2 separate regions of the Gossypium hirsutum genome follow, and region 1 is linked to region 2. The links are chromatin contacts, called in public Hi-C maps. All regions are on one chromosome and are shown on one strand. The core of a region is the stretch at or near the end of the contact, and the rest is flanking DNA. Distances in the headings are between cores, read along the strand shown. Region 1 holds the start of LOC107886357 (protein WVD2-like 7). Region 2 has its middle 16 kb from the start of LOC107887627.

Region 1 (6,473 bases), core at 950-3,449, 99 kb after region 2:
TATAAGAAAACATATCTATTCTTTTATATAAGAAAGGATATCTAATTTTTTTAAAAAAAATCAATATCGTACTAACTAAAGTAGCTTTTCTTTATATTTTATTTTGTAAATTTATTATAATTAAAATTTATGTCATTACATGAAGAATTAATGTTGTGAGGTGTCTTTGCATTTACCGAACTCTTTGCAGGCACTTAGAAAGACAATCAACGAGCAATCGAAGAAGGTCCAAAACAGACCCGACATCATGACGAGGAGCGTTGGGACAATGTGAAAATGTTTGAAACAGCGAAGCAGAGATGACATCGCAACGAGGCGATTCTCGACGTGACGAAGACGGACAGCATCACAACAAGAAGTGTTGGGGTGTTGCGATATGGTGACGTGTTCCCACATAAATTGCGTTTCTTCTCCTAGTTATACTCTAATATCTTTTTCCACTTAAACTCTGATTACTCTAGGGATATTTTAATCAGATACGCCCACGAATTTCAGCATATAAATAAGCTTTTAGCAACCTACAAAAGAGAGTTTAAGGGGGAAATTTATTTTTAGCCAGAGAGCTTTGTATTTTTTAGGATGCGAGGGTTTGTTTTAAATTTTTTCTATCTTGTACTCTTCTTCGGTTATTTGTAGCTTTTAGTGAAGTTTTTTTTTACCCGTGGTTTTTTATCCTCGTTAGAGGAGTTTTTCCATATAAATATTTGTATCCAATTTTCTTTATTCATTCTTATTCGTTGCTTAATTTGGATTTATCTCCAACAAATATCATTAAATCTATAATAAAAATAAATTTATTCAATCAAATATTAATAAATATAAGGATCCAGAAGAGAGAACAAATTATATTAGTAGTTTAGCTTGCAACCCCTACTAGATTAAAAAATAAACTTCCAATTGTTATTTTTTCCGATAGGCAGATCACCCACAATATCTAATTGATCCCAATTTTCCGATAGGATAATAATCCATATATCTCTATTATTACAAAATTTTTAATTGAATTAATTGGATTTATTAATCAAGTTTCAATTTCATTTGGTAATTATTAAAATTTCGTTCTTTTTTATAAAATAATTTATACTATTATGATGTGATTTGATTTGAATAAAGGGCACATTAAATACTAAATATGTAATTTTATAATTTTAATTAAAATATCAATTGATTTTTATGTTATATATATTTCTATATAAAGATTAAAAAGCTTTGATTTAATGAGAATATTAAAATGATTATAAATCTCATTTATATTAATTAAAATTTTTAACTATATATTATCTTATTTTTAAAAGGTTTTGTTATGTTCTTATGATCATTAACTCGAGAACTAGATAAGATTTAGGTCACTCACCCGTGTCTCGAAAGTTTGTAAGGGAAGTTTGCTGTCTTAGTTTGCACATGTCACTTGGTGCTCGCAAAAGGAGCTCGTTGTCTCAGCTCACATATATCTAAGAAGCTTGCATGTGGGGCAACGAAGTCTAGCAAATAGCCTAGAATAGTACACGTGTGTTTATAAACACTAATCATGTATATAAATATTTGATTGTCCCCCTTTAATAAAACACAACAAAAAAATTACTCATCAAGTTTATATATTATTTATACTACAATTAAATGGATTAAAATGATTTTATTCTAATTTAAAAAAAACATATATTGAATAAATAGCCACATGATGATGAATTTTTTTAATAAATGTATAATGGAAATTAAACTTAAAACACTATAAATTGATTTCGATTATATTATTTCAAAAAAAATATTATTTATTTTTTACATGAAAAATTGTACATAAACAGTGGATTAATCTTATTAATCTCTTAAAAATTATAAAATAAAATAAGCTTTAAGTAACTTAAGAAAAAAATGTTTTAAGTATTCTCGGACTTCAGAGACCCTTTTATGGGAAAAGAGTACAACAGTGATCATAAGTCGTAAAAGCAATGCTGGGAAAGTCAACAACAGATAAATGAAGCTCAAACGTGGGACATTACCCAACACTTGCAGTACCAACCATACCAGAAAACGGTGTCGTTCCCAATCCGAATGCGAGCTTTCTCTAGATCTTCTTCCTCCTCTGATCCATAATCACAGCCGTCCGATTATAAGTGCGGTGATGATCTGATGAGAACAAGACAAAAAGGACAACCAACCCCACATGATAAAAGGTTTTTTTTATTATTATTACGTTCACAAACTTTCTACTCTTAACACTATACACAAACAAATTCACAATATTTATTCCTTCTTTTAGAAAGATCTGAAAAGAAACGAGAAAAAAAAAAAACCTTGGAGCTTTGGCTTTTTCTGTTTTTGGCGTGTTACTCGCAAAGCACTTTTAGTTAAGATTCGTGTGTTACTGTTGAAGTTGTGAAGAAATGTGTTTTGTTTTTAATTTGATTGACTTGATCCGTTTGATACGCTGAGGATGTAGCTTACTCACTCTTGAATTTTGAGGTAACTGCTGCGAATGGCGGGAGAGTTTCAAGAGCCTTTCAACATTAGTTTTCTGGTAAATTTTCTTGCTCTTTCTTTCCTTTTGGTTAGGTGTTTGGAATTTCTATTATGTGTTTCATCAATGGAATTATATTTGTCAACTGGGTAATTGTTGTAGTGCTTACTGAATATTGTGAAACCGGTTTATGTTTAGAAATGGTGGAACCTCAATTTGTTTTTAACTAATGAAATTTTAATCTCATTGATGAAGTTTAAAACAAGGAAAAAAAAATTTGTAGTGGTTGGTTCACTTCATTTGCAAAACGAACTTACTTCATGTTCATAGTTTGTACATATATATCCCCTTTTGGATGACTCAAGTTCATTTACTTGCTATTTAGGTTTCAGTTTCTCTTAGTCCATATCTTGATTAGTTCTAGTTTGATCATGATCCCTGTTTCCTATCTCAGTTTTGATGATATTATTGAATAAAATGTCATGTATACACAAAAGCATACATAATGTATCTCAGACAAAGAAATGGAATTGTTCTTAGGAGATGGTATGTATGTTAGCCATTAGTTTTGACATTAACTTATAATTATAGTATTAGATATGTTAGTTATTCTTTTTCAAACTTCAAATTATCTATGGAACCACTTTTGTGCCATTAGAAATGTCTACTATATTATTTTTGAAAAGCTGAAAATCTACAGAAGATTGTCTTTAGCTATAAAGGCTTACGGTATCTCAAGTACCTCTACCAATGGGTATTTAAGTGCTGGTGAATTTTGATCTTGCTAACCATTTTTATGAGTTTCTGATCCATGAACTGGCTCATAAAATACGATTTACTTTATTCTCTGATAACTTGTCCACCTATTTGATTTATTCTAACTCCACATTCTTTTCAATCTTGGCAGACAGAATCTTTGCATTCTGGTTCTATATCATTTGGCAGATTTGAAAATGAACCCTTAGCTTGGGAAAGGAGATCCTCTTTCTCACACAATAGATATCTTGAAGAGGTTGAGAAATTCTCGAAACCAGGTTCAGTTATAGAGAAGAAAGCTTACTTTGAAGCTCACTTCAGGAAGAAGGCACTTCTTCTCCAAGGTTCATCTGAGGGCCAAACTGGAGGTGAAGATCAAACCTGTGAGAATGATGCCGTGGAGAATGAGGGTTACAGAGAATACCAATTGGTTGAAAATCATGCTGCTGAGAACAAGCATTCTGAAGAAGGATCTGATAGTTTAAGTAAAGATAGCCATTGCGATCATTTTGGTGAGAATGGCTTGGATAATGCAGATTATAGGGAAGATTTTTGTTGTGGAAATGGAAATGAAGGGAACCAGTCTGGTGATGCAAATGAAGGTAGCCTTTGTGCTCACTTTGACAATGGTCTTGAAGATTCAAAATATCATACTGAGGGTGCATTGATTGAATGTGGACTAGAATATCCTGGAGGTTTATATACTTATGAAACTCATGTTTTAGTCCCTAGAGATGTTAAACCTGAGGAGTCTCCTGAAAGTGAAATTGGATGCGATACACCACTTTTTAGCAACGATAAGCCAGATAAAAAAGTAGAGGAAAACCATGATGACAATGCAGTTAGTATTGATGAATCATTTAAGTCCAAGAATCCATCTCCCTGTAGTGGAACCACTGGAGAAGTTGATCCTCCTAAGTTAGAGATTCGGCAAAATCATTCTCCTAAGGTATGGGTTTATATTCATTCTAGTTCTTGTTGGTTTCTGGAAAGTAACATTCACTGTAGTAGCCAGAAACTGGATCTCACATTGTTTTCTGATGTGATGCCTGCATTTCTTTTTGTCTTGTGTTTACATCCTTGTAGCTTATACTTTTTATTTTTTAATTGTAGTTGAAGCCTGCTATTGTAAAAGCAACTAAACCGAGGTTGAAGTCTCCAAGTCCTGATCATTCCCGGAAAAATATTTCTTCTGATCCTTCAAAAGTAGCTGCAAGGATTCTAGAAAGAAAGGAAAAAGAGATCAATAGGAGAACAAAAGCAGAAAATTTACCATTGCGAACTGCCACTCCAACTAGACGTCTAATGCACAGATCTCCAAACAAAGAGGTGAAAATTTTGGACTTAGACTTGAAAGTTAATGAGAAAAGGCGACCTTTGTATTGTCTAGTTTTTATTCTTTGTTAAGAATTCTTGTTAGACTTCATACTGCCATCTGAATTTCCTTGGTCTTTCTTGTCCAGGATTCTGAAAGAGATAATGCAAAATTAAACACTGAGCATAGAAGGTACTTACTATTTCTTGTATTTTAAGAATATACATGTTTCATTTGTGAGGGTGGTTCAAAAGGTTATTTCATTCTTCTTACAGCGAAAAAGGAGCAATGGCGAAGAGAGTAATTGAAGCTCGTCCTTCTTTATCTAAGAAGATTGAACCTGTTGCTCACCAGACACCAAATAGGTCTGTAGCAACATTATGGACACTGCTTTATGTTATCAAAATTTTGACTTTTAACCTTATTGTAGCATATTCTGTTATGTAGGCTTAAGCAGACTATCAGTTCAACTAAGGCAGATGTAAAGTTAAGTGCTGGAGCATTTCAATTCAAAAGTGATGAACGAGCTGTAAGGAGAAAGGGGCAAGCAAACATGCTGTCATCTTAAACCCTCCCTTTTTTATTTTTTAGTTTAAGGATGCAGTTTAGTATCTTAAATTTCTTTTTTTTTTTTTTCCTCATAAAACGTTTTCAGTTCTCCATGAAAGTAGAAGAGAAAATGCATTCCAAAGAGGTTGAGATGAATCAGATTCAAGCAAGAAAGCAAGTAAGGGAAGCATGCAATACTCATTATTTACTATTTCAAATGAAAATGAAATGGGTTTCCATTATGTGCTTTCTTGTCAGTATTTGAAGTGAAGGACTGCTCTGACATTTCTGGACTAATAATAGGTTGCTAAATTCATAAATAAATTAAGTGCTTTGGTCTTACTGCAGGAGAAGACAGAGGCAGAAATTAAACAATTGCGGAAAAGCCTTAATTTCAAAGCAAAACCCATGCCTTCTTTCTATCATGTTGCTACAGCACCAAGGTCCAATGGAAACAAGGTACACAAGAAGCTAAGCTATTGCTTTGATTTTATAATGTAGCTCATGTCTTTTGATGTGATTAGTGTACATCTAGAAAGCATGCACTCTTGACTGCGTATCTACTTTGGAGGTTTATATAATCATAATCTAGCATAATAGCTTCAGTGTCTCACAGATTCTTCTTCATTTCGTATTTAATTTTCTCAAAACGCATTTAATGTTTTGACGTTGCATGTGGAACGATCTATTTAATGCTATATGAAGCAATAGTAGTAAAAGAAAGAATGTTTATATTTTGTTCTTTGCCCATTTGTTATTGGCTTTTGGATATTTGTTGTTTTGGTTGCAGAAGTTTTTTCTTCTTGTTTCTTCATGTTGGTTTTAGTAGACTTCATTGTTCTCAAGACAGCTCTTATATTGGATGTGAGAATCTGAAACGAATTACCTTATCCAAAAGAAGCTGTTGAAGAAGGGAAAATAATATGCATGTTGGTTGATGACTCAAGAAGTACAAGGTTGATGTTTTTGGAGTTTGTAACCATGGACTATGTATAATTACTGAATCCTGGTAGAGCTTTGTATTGCTCCACGTATGATGGAAAATATGTGATACTTATTTTGGGCATCATATTCTAAATGATCTTAATATCTAAGCATAGGAAACACTGCAATGACATTCTACATGGTTTAGTTTATAAATGAATTTTTCCTTTCAAAATGATACTTCATATTGACTGTCGCTTTGATAGGAAGTTGGAAATGTAGACCTTATTGTTGGACCTATTATAATCTGAATCCCTTATATTTCATATCTCTGTTCCATTTGTCAATAGATTTAACACTAGCTTTCTTCTGTTTCGTTATCAGGCTGCATCATCTACCATAAAACCAGCTAAAGTACTACCAAAAGCAGCAAGTCCAGGAGTAGGAGCTACCGTAAGATCACCACCACTCTCC
Region 2 (6,531 bases), core at 3,867-6,366:
TTCATAGGTATTTTCGAAGGTAAATGAAAAAAAAATTATTAATTTTTGTTGCTGCCTCCTTTAATGGAGGCACCAAATTGGATTAAAAAAAATATTGCACCAAATTGGATTAAAAAAAATATTGCACCGTATTTTCATAGGTATTTTCGAAGGTAAATGGAAAAAAAAAATTATTAATTTTTGTTGCTGCCTCCTTTAATGGAGGCACCAAATTGGATTAAAAAAAATATTTGTTAGTGCCTCCTCCTTCAACGGAGGCACCAATACCAGTAAAAAAATCACTTTGGTTCCTACTCCAAATGTGGCGGCACCATTATTTCTTTTGACATTTTTTGCTGCTGCCACTTTACATCAAGTTACCAAAAACAATAAAAAAATTCCCTTGGTCTCTACTCCAGATGTAGCGGCACCAGTAATTTTTTTTGAATTTTTCAGTCTCACCATTTCATATAGAGTCACCACAATGAGTAAATCAGATTATATGGATCAATACATTTATTTTTCTCATCATCTAAATATTTTTTCCTTCCACCGATTGTATTTTTATATACATAACTAACAGATTAAATATTGCTTAACATAATAACATTTTAAATATTGCTTAAAACATAAAATTCAATTAAAAAAATTATTGGTGTCGTCACATCTAGAGTAGACCTACTCATGGGTCGGGCTACGTGGCTCGGCCCGAAGGCTGGCCCGAAATGTGGGAGGGTTAGGCAAAAAATATAGGCCCGAAAAATGGGTTTGGACAAAAAAATAAGGCCCTTTTAAAAAATGGGTCTAGCCTCAGATAAGGTTTTTTTTGCTCGGGCCCGACCCAAATTCACTAAATGACAAAAAAAAATCTGCTATTTTTTTTGTTTTTGAATGTTGTCTTTTTGTTGTTTTCTCCCTATTTTGCTACCATATTACTATTATATTGCTACTATTTTGTTGTTATTATTTGGATATTGTATAAAACTTATTTTATTATTAATTTTGTTATTATTTTAAAGGCATTTGTTAATTTTGTTATTATTTTAGAGGTATTTGCTTGTTAAGTTGCATCTCTTAGTGTTATTTAAGTTACATATTTTTTAAAATTTATTTTCAATTTGTTGGAAAATATTTATTTTAATTTTTATAGTATTTTAGATGTATTATATATATTTAAAATTATATAAAATAATATAAAAAAATTAATACAAGCGGGTTGAGTTGGACCCGAATTTTAGTATTTTTATTTGGGTCAGGCTTGGGCAAAATTTTAGACCCATTTTTTGGGTCCGGCCCGACCCGAGCCCAATGAGTGGGCCTAAATTTTTAGTTGAGCCTGGCCCAGCCCATGAGCACCTCTAATCTAGAGTAGGGACCATGAAATTTTATTTTTTATTTCTACCTTTTTGGTGACTCCATTTGAAGTGGTGGCACCAAAAAATTCCAAAAAAATAATGGTGCCGTCTCATCTGGAGTAGGCACTAAAGAGATTTTTTTTTACTAGTATTGGTGCCTCCATTAAAGGAAGCGGCACCAAAAATTAATAAAATATATTTTTTCCATTTACCTCCAGAAATAGTCGTGAAAATATAGTGTATTTAGAAAACTTATATGAGTGCCGACTTGGGAAGTGGTGGCACAAAAAAAATGTTTTTTTTTACATCCAATGATTTTTGTAATTAGGAGGTAATATTTTGTCACATTTTGTGGTGGTGTCACTTTGAGAAGTGGCGGCAGCCATTGACAATGTAGAAACAAGATCAATTTTCTAAATAATCAGATACTAGGGACATTTTCATAATTTTTTAATTTTATTGGGTTATTTATCTAAAAAAGCCCTAATTTTCCAACCTAAGGTTGAAGAATTCCTATCTTTTACCTGGCTTGATCACTAAAGACCGTGTTGCCACAGCTGGAGTACAAAACCACAACACATGCTCAATGGTTTCCGACTTATCTCCACATGCCTCGCAGCTTGCATCAACCGTAAGGTGACACTTCACACGGTTTACATTTGTTAGAACTCTATCAAGATAGGCTAGCCAAACGAACACACGTACCTTTTAAGGGGTCGAAATGTGCCAAATCTGATGCCATATTTTTTCATTTTTAGTCACATCAAACCTACAAGAAGTAGCATACACAGATCGTATGGAAACCCACCCTTATTAACATGAGCCCATCCCACAAAGTCTCCACATCTTGCTCCGATGGAGGTTTATAAGCTAAAATACTCAATATAACTGGATTTGGCAAAACTGTCCTAAAAAATGACCAATTCCAATCCCCATTTGTCATCACCATCACCTTCACATGTACATGCTCCTCAAGTATGCATTCAGGTGTAGTACAACTGTAAAATAAAAAAGAAAAAGACAAAAAAAAGACCTAGCCTTTGACCCAGTTATCTCTCCAAAATTCAACATATATGTCATTCCCAAAATTCCATATAACACCATCCTTTACCATATTCCATACTCTGCAGACATCCTTCCACAATCAAGAAACATTTCCCACATATAAAGTAGAAGGTAATCTACCCTTCCATTTATACTTAGCTCTGAGAATTTGAACCCAAAGTTGATCAAGTTTCTCTATAAGATTAAGGGCTAGTTTGGCAATACTTTTGAAAAGTGTTGTGGAAAAGTGTTGTGGAAAAGTGCTTTTGAAAAATTTAGTTTAAAACTTGAGTGTTTAGCATTATTGTCAAAAAGTATTTTTGAGAAATAAAATGTCTATTTTAGACATGTTATTATCAAGTAACAAATATGCATTTAAATAATATTTAAATTAGTTAATATTATTATATTTAAGAATATAAAAAAATATTATAACTTGTTGTTAATATTTTAATATATGAAATATAAATTTTAAATATTTTTAAGCAATAAATATTAATTATTTATAAAATTTAATTAGAATATATAAACTATATTTTAAATATTTAAATATAACCATTAAATATTTGTAATTAGTATTTTAAAAATATTTTTTATTTTTAATTAATGATATTAACACATTTGTAATTAAGCACCAAGAAAAATAAAGGGAAAGTACTATGTTATTGGAGGAGTGAAAAAGTAATTAAGTACTAAAAGTGCTTTTAGGAGAAGAAAAGCTAAAAATTTTAGTTTCTCATCTTCAAAAGGGCCACTTTTGAAAAGCTAAAAATTTCAATCAAAAGTAGCTTGTTTAGCACAATTTTTCTTTCAAAAATACTTTTGGAGCCAGAAGTTCTTTTTTAAAGCACTACAGAATAGGCCCTAAACTCAATTTTCATAAGGAAAGCATTAATAGTATTATCAAACTTCGTAAAACCAAGGCCTCCATTCTTCATACCTTTGCAAAGATTGTCCCATTGGACTAGATGTATCTCTTGTTTCTCCTCTGTGGTCCTCCATACAAAATTATGTATAATCTTCTCCATCTCATAGCACATTCCTTTCAGAACCATTGTTGATTGCATTGCATATATAAAAATGACGGTTAGAACTAGCTTAGCTAGTGTGATTCTACCAACAAGAGATAGCAATTTAGACATCCATCTTGCCAATTTTTCCTCATATTCTCGACTATATATTGAAAGGTATCCTTTGTGACTCTTTGATGCAAGAGTGGAACTTCAAGGTATTTCCCCAAATTATCCACATGAGAAAAGCCAAGTCTATAATTGATATTTACCTTCAATTCATGGATGACATTCTTCGAGAAAAAGATTTGAGTTTTTTGTGCATTAACTCGATGTGCGGAGACTACACAAAATCTCCCAAGCACCCTTTTCATTGTTTCTATCTAGTCAATAGATGCCTCACTAAACATCACCAAGTCATCTACAAAAAATAGGTGAGAAATACTAGGACCATCCCTAGAGAGTTTTATAGGCTTCCACCCCCTGTTAAGAACTTCCACATTGATAATCTGAGCTAACCGCTCCATACAAAAAACAAAGGTATAAGGTGAAATTGGGCCACCTTGTCTTATACCTCTGGATGGAGTAAATACTTCAGTGAGATTCCTATTCCATATACCTGCATTATCGAATAACTAATATAGTGTATAATGAAGTATTGGAGATTACCTGAAATACCAATATATATTTCTGCAATAAAACTCTAATCCAGTCTTTCATATGCTTTTTCTAGATCGATCTTCACCGCCATCCACCCTTTCTTTCCAGATTTACTACGCATTGAGTGAATGATCTATTAAGCAACAACAATATTGTCTATTATACTTTGTTTAGTTACAAAGCTTGACTGGTTCTGAAGCACCCATTTTTGCATCAATGGCTTCAATCTATTAACAATTGTCTTTGTCACAAACTTGTACAAAACCGTACAAAGGCTAATAGGTCGGAATTGGAATAAGCTCTAAGGATTTTCTACCTTAGGAATCAACACGAGCAAATTATGATTGAGTCAGTATTCAAGATTGCCCCAACTCCAGATATTCTTCACAAAGTTACAAACACTCTAACTAACCACATACCACTTTTTTATAAAAGATTGCGTGTATCCCATCAACTCTAGGAGCTTTCAATTGGTCCATGTTAAATACAACCTTCTTAATTTCTTTTGACGTGATACTAGATTGCAAATAGTTGAACTCAACCTCAGTCATCTTGTAAAATAAACCTTGCTCCATCGATGTCGTGTCCTGTGGCCTTTCCTTAGAGAAAAGGACTTTGTAAAATTCGGTAGCCATTTGTTGAAGCACCTTCAGCTCATAACACCAATTGTCATTGTTAAGCTTTAGAATGGTAATTAAATTAGTCATTTTTAGAATAGTGATAGTATAAAAAAATTTGTATTACGGTCTCCTTCACAAGCCCATTTACATCGGGATTTTTGTTGCCAAAGACTCACTTCTTGGGAAAGGATATCCTCCAGCTCGATTTTAAGTTCCTTCTCTAGGCTACCAAGGAAATTAGATGGATGTCTATCAAGCCTCTCCTCAATCCTCTTTAACCTGGCCAGAAGCATCCTCTTCTTATTCCCAATGTGGCCAAAAGAGTTCGTGTTCCACTCATTGACTTTAGAACAAAAATTTTCAACATTAGTCACCACGGCATCTCCTTAAGACCAGGATCCACTCAGAATTGAGTTGAACTATGCATGATAAAGCCATGCCGCAAGAAATTGAAAAGGCCTAATCAACTTGAGAACTACCTGAGGCCTAGTGGATATACAAATCAGCCTGTAATCTGACCTTATACGTTGCAAATGGGCCACCAAGGATTTAGGAAAGGATACCAACCAATCTTTATTACAAATCAACCAGTCCAAACATTGAAAAAGTGACCCCCAACGCTAGGTGAAAGATGGCCCTTTATACCCTATATCAATAAAAACGTGGTCAAACATGAAATCCCGAAATAAGAGATCAACATCCAAATGTGACCCTACACCATATTTCCTTTCATCGCTAAACATAATAGCATTGATATCACCCCCTCATAATCCACGATTCATCTTGTTGGGGGTTAAGGATGCTAATTGATTCTACATGCGTTTACATTTTGATGCACAAAGACTAGCATACGCAAACGTAAATAGAAAACTTTGTTTCATACCTTGCTTGAAATATCGAAAATGAATAAATTGAGCATTAACTTCCACAACATTTTAACCATCATTATATCCTTCCATAGGATCCAAATGCCACTTGAAAACCTATTTGCTTCTAATATGTACAAAAAGCCAGAATTGGTTTTTCGAATAACCTCATCGGCTTTATTCCCACTAACTCTTATTTTCAATAAAATAAGAATATTTGGTTTCAGTATATGCGGGATTTTTTTAAAATAGCATCAAATTTGGAGCTAGCAGCTCATTTACAATTCCAACATATAATATTAATATCCATAAAAAATAATAAGTACGGGGAACCACTCACTTCCTAGTCGATAACCTACCAATTGCAGGGACATCCACACCACTATGTTTGACTATCACCATTTGGTTCGATGGTTCCTCTCCAATCAGTCTTCCATTCATTAGCACCATATTCGCATCACCATTTTCCATTTTCATCATTTCTATAGGCCTCTCAAAATCATCTTCTAGTCTAGGACCTCTACTCGCATTATCAAGCTCATTCGAGAGAGATTCCACCCATTCTGCCAAAAAGGAGTTTAGAAGATTATTTATGGTCCACCCTCTTTCTCACTTATGCCCCTTTTTGGTAATTCCTTTCATGGAAATAGTCATATTTTCAAAAGTCAATGAACTTTTGGCTTTGCATGGGTCATGTACGCCACCTCGAGCTTGTTTTATTCCATTCCTTTCCTCAAATTTGACAATTGTATGTCAATTATTTGAAAGAATTGATTTCTTTTCAATTGTAATAAAAGTAGTATCTTCTTGGCCCACCAGCTTTGAACCATTCAGCCCACTTATCGAGCCCTTCACGTAGCCATCCAACTTCTTAAGCCCATGCGCACCACTTGGCCTAACTTCCATTTGACCCGCATTTTTAGAATTATTAAAATCTCTCATGTCATTAATTTTTGCAACCCCCTTGTTTCTCATGACACTTCCCCATTTTTCGTGC

Evidence for each region. A called contact is a pair of places that touch in the nucleus more often than the background predicts.
Region 1: a Hi-C map of leaf shows a contact between it and region 2, with 5 times the contacts expected there. The contact joins the promoter of LOC107886357 here to the enhancer-like site in region 2. A contact is called at or near these places in 4 of 34 Hi-C or Micro-C datasets (callus and leaf).

Annotation. Positions count from the first base shown.
Region 1 is chrA03:89,882,888-89,889,360 of Gossypium_hirsutum_v2.1, forward strand. It overlaps LOC107886357 (protein WVD2-like 7), which reads left to right and starts at 2,200. Exons shown (of 10, transcript XM_041097300.1): 1 at 2,200-2,515; 2 at 3,363-4,160; 3 at 4,325-4,540; 4 at 4,675-4,718; 5 at 4,802-4,891; 6 at 4,974-5,055; 7 at 5,182-5,253; 8 at 5,424-5,534; 9 at 6,384-6,473. The coding sequence starts at 2,474.
Region 2 is chrA03:89,780,790-89,787,320 of Gossypium_hirsutum_v2.1, forward strand. No RefSeq gene overlaps it. Among protein-coding and RNA genes, the nearest start is that of LOC107887627, 16 kb to the left of the region's middle. Within about 2 kb of position 5,117, at least 2 of the 9 cell types and tissues checked have an H3K27ac peak or open chromatin away from gene starts, as enhancers often do. A contact at or near this core is called in leaf, where this site is marked.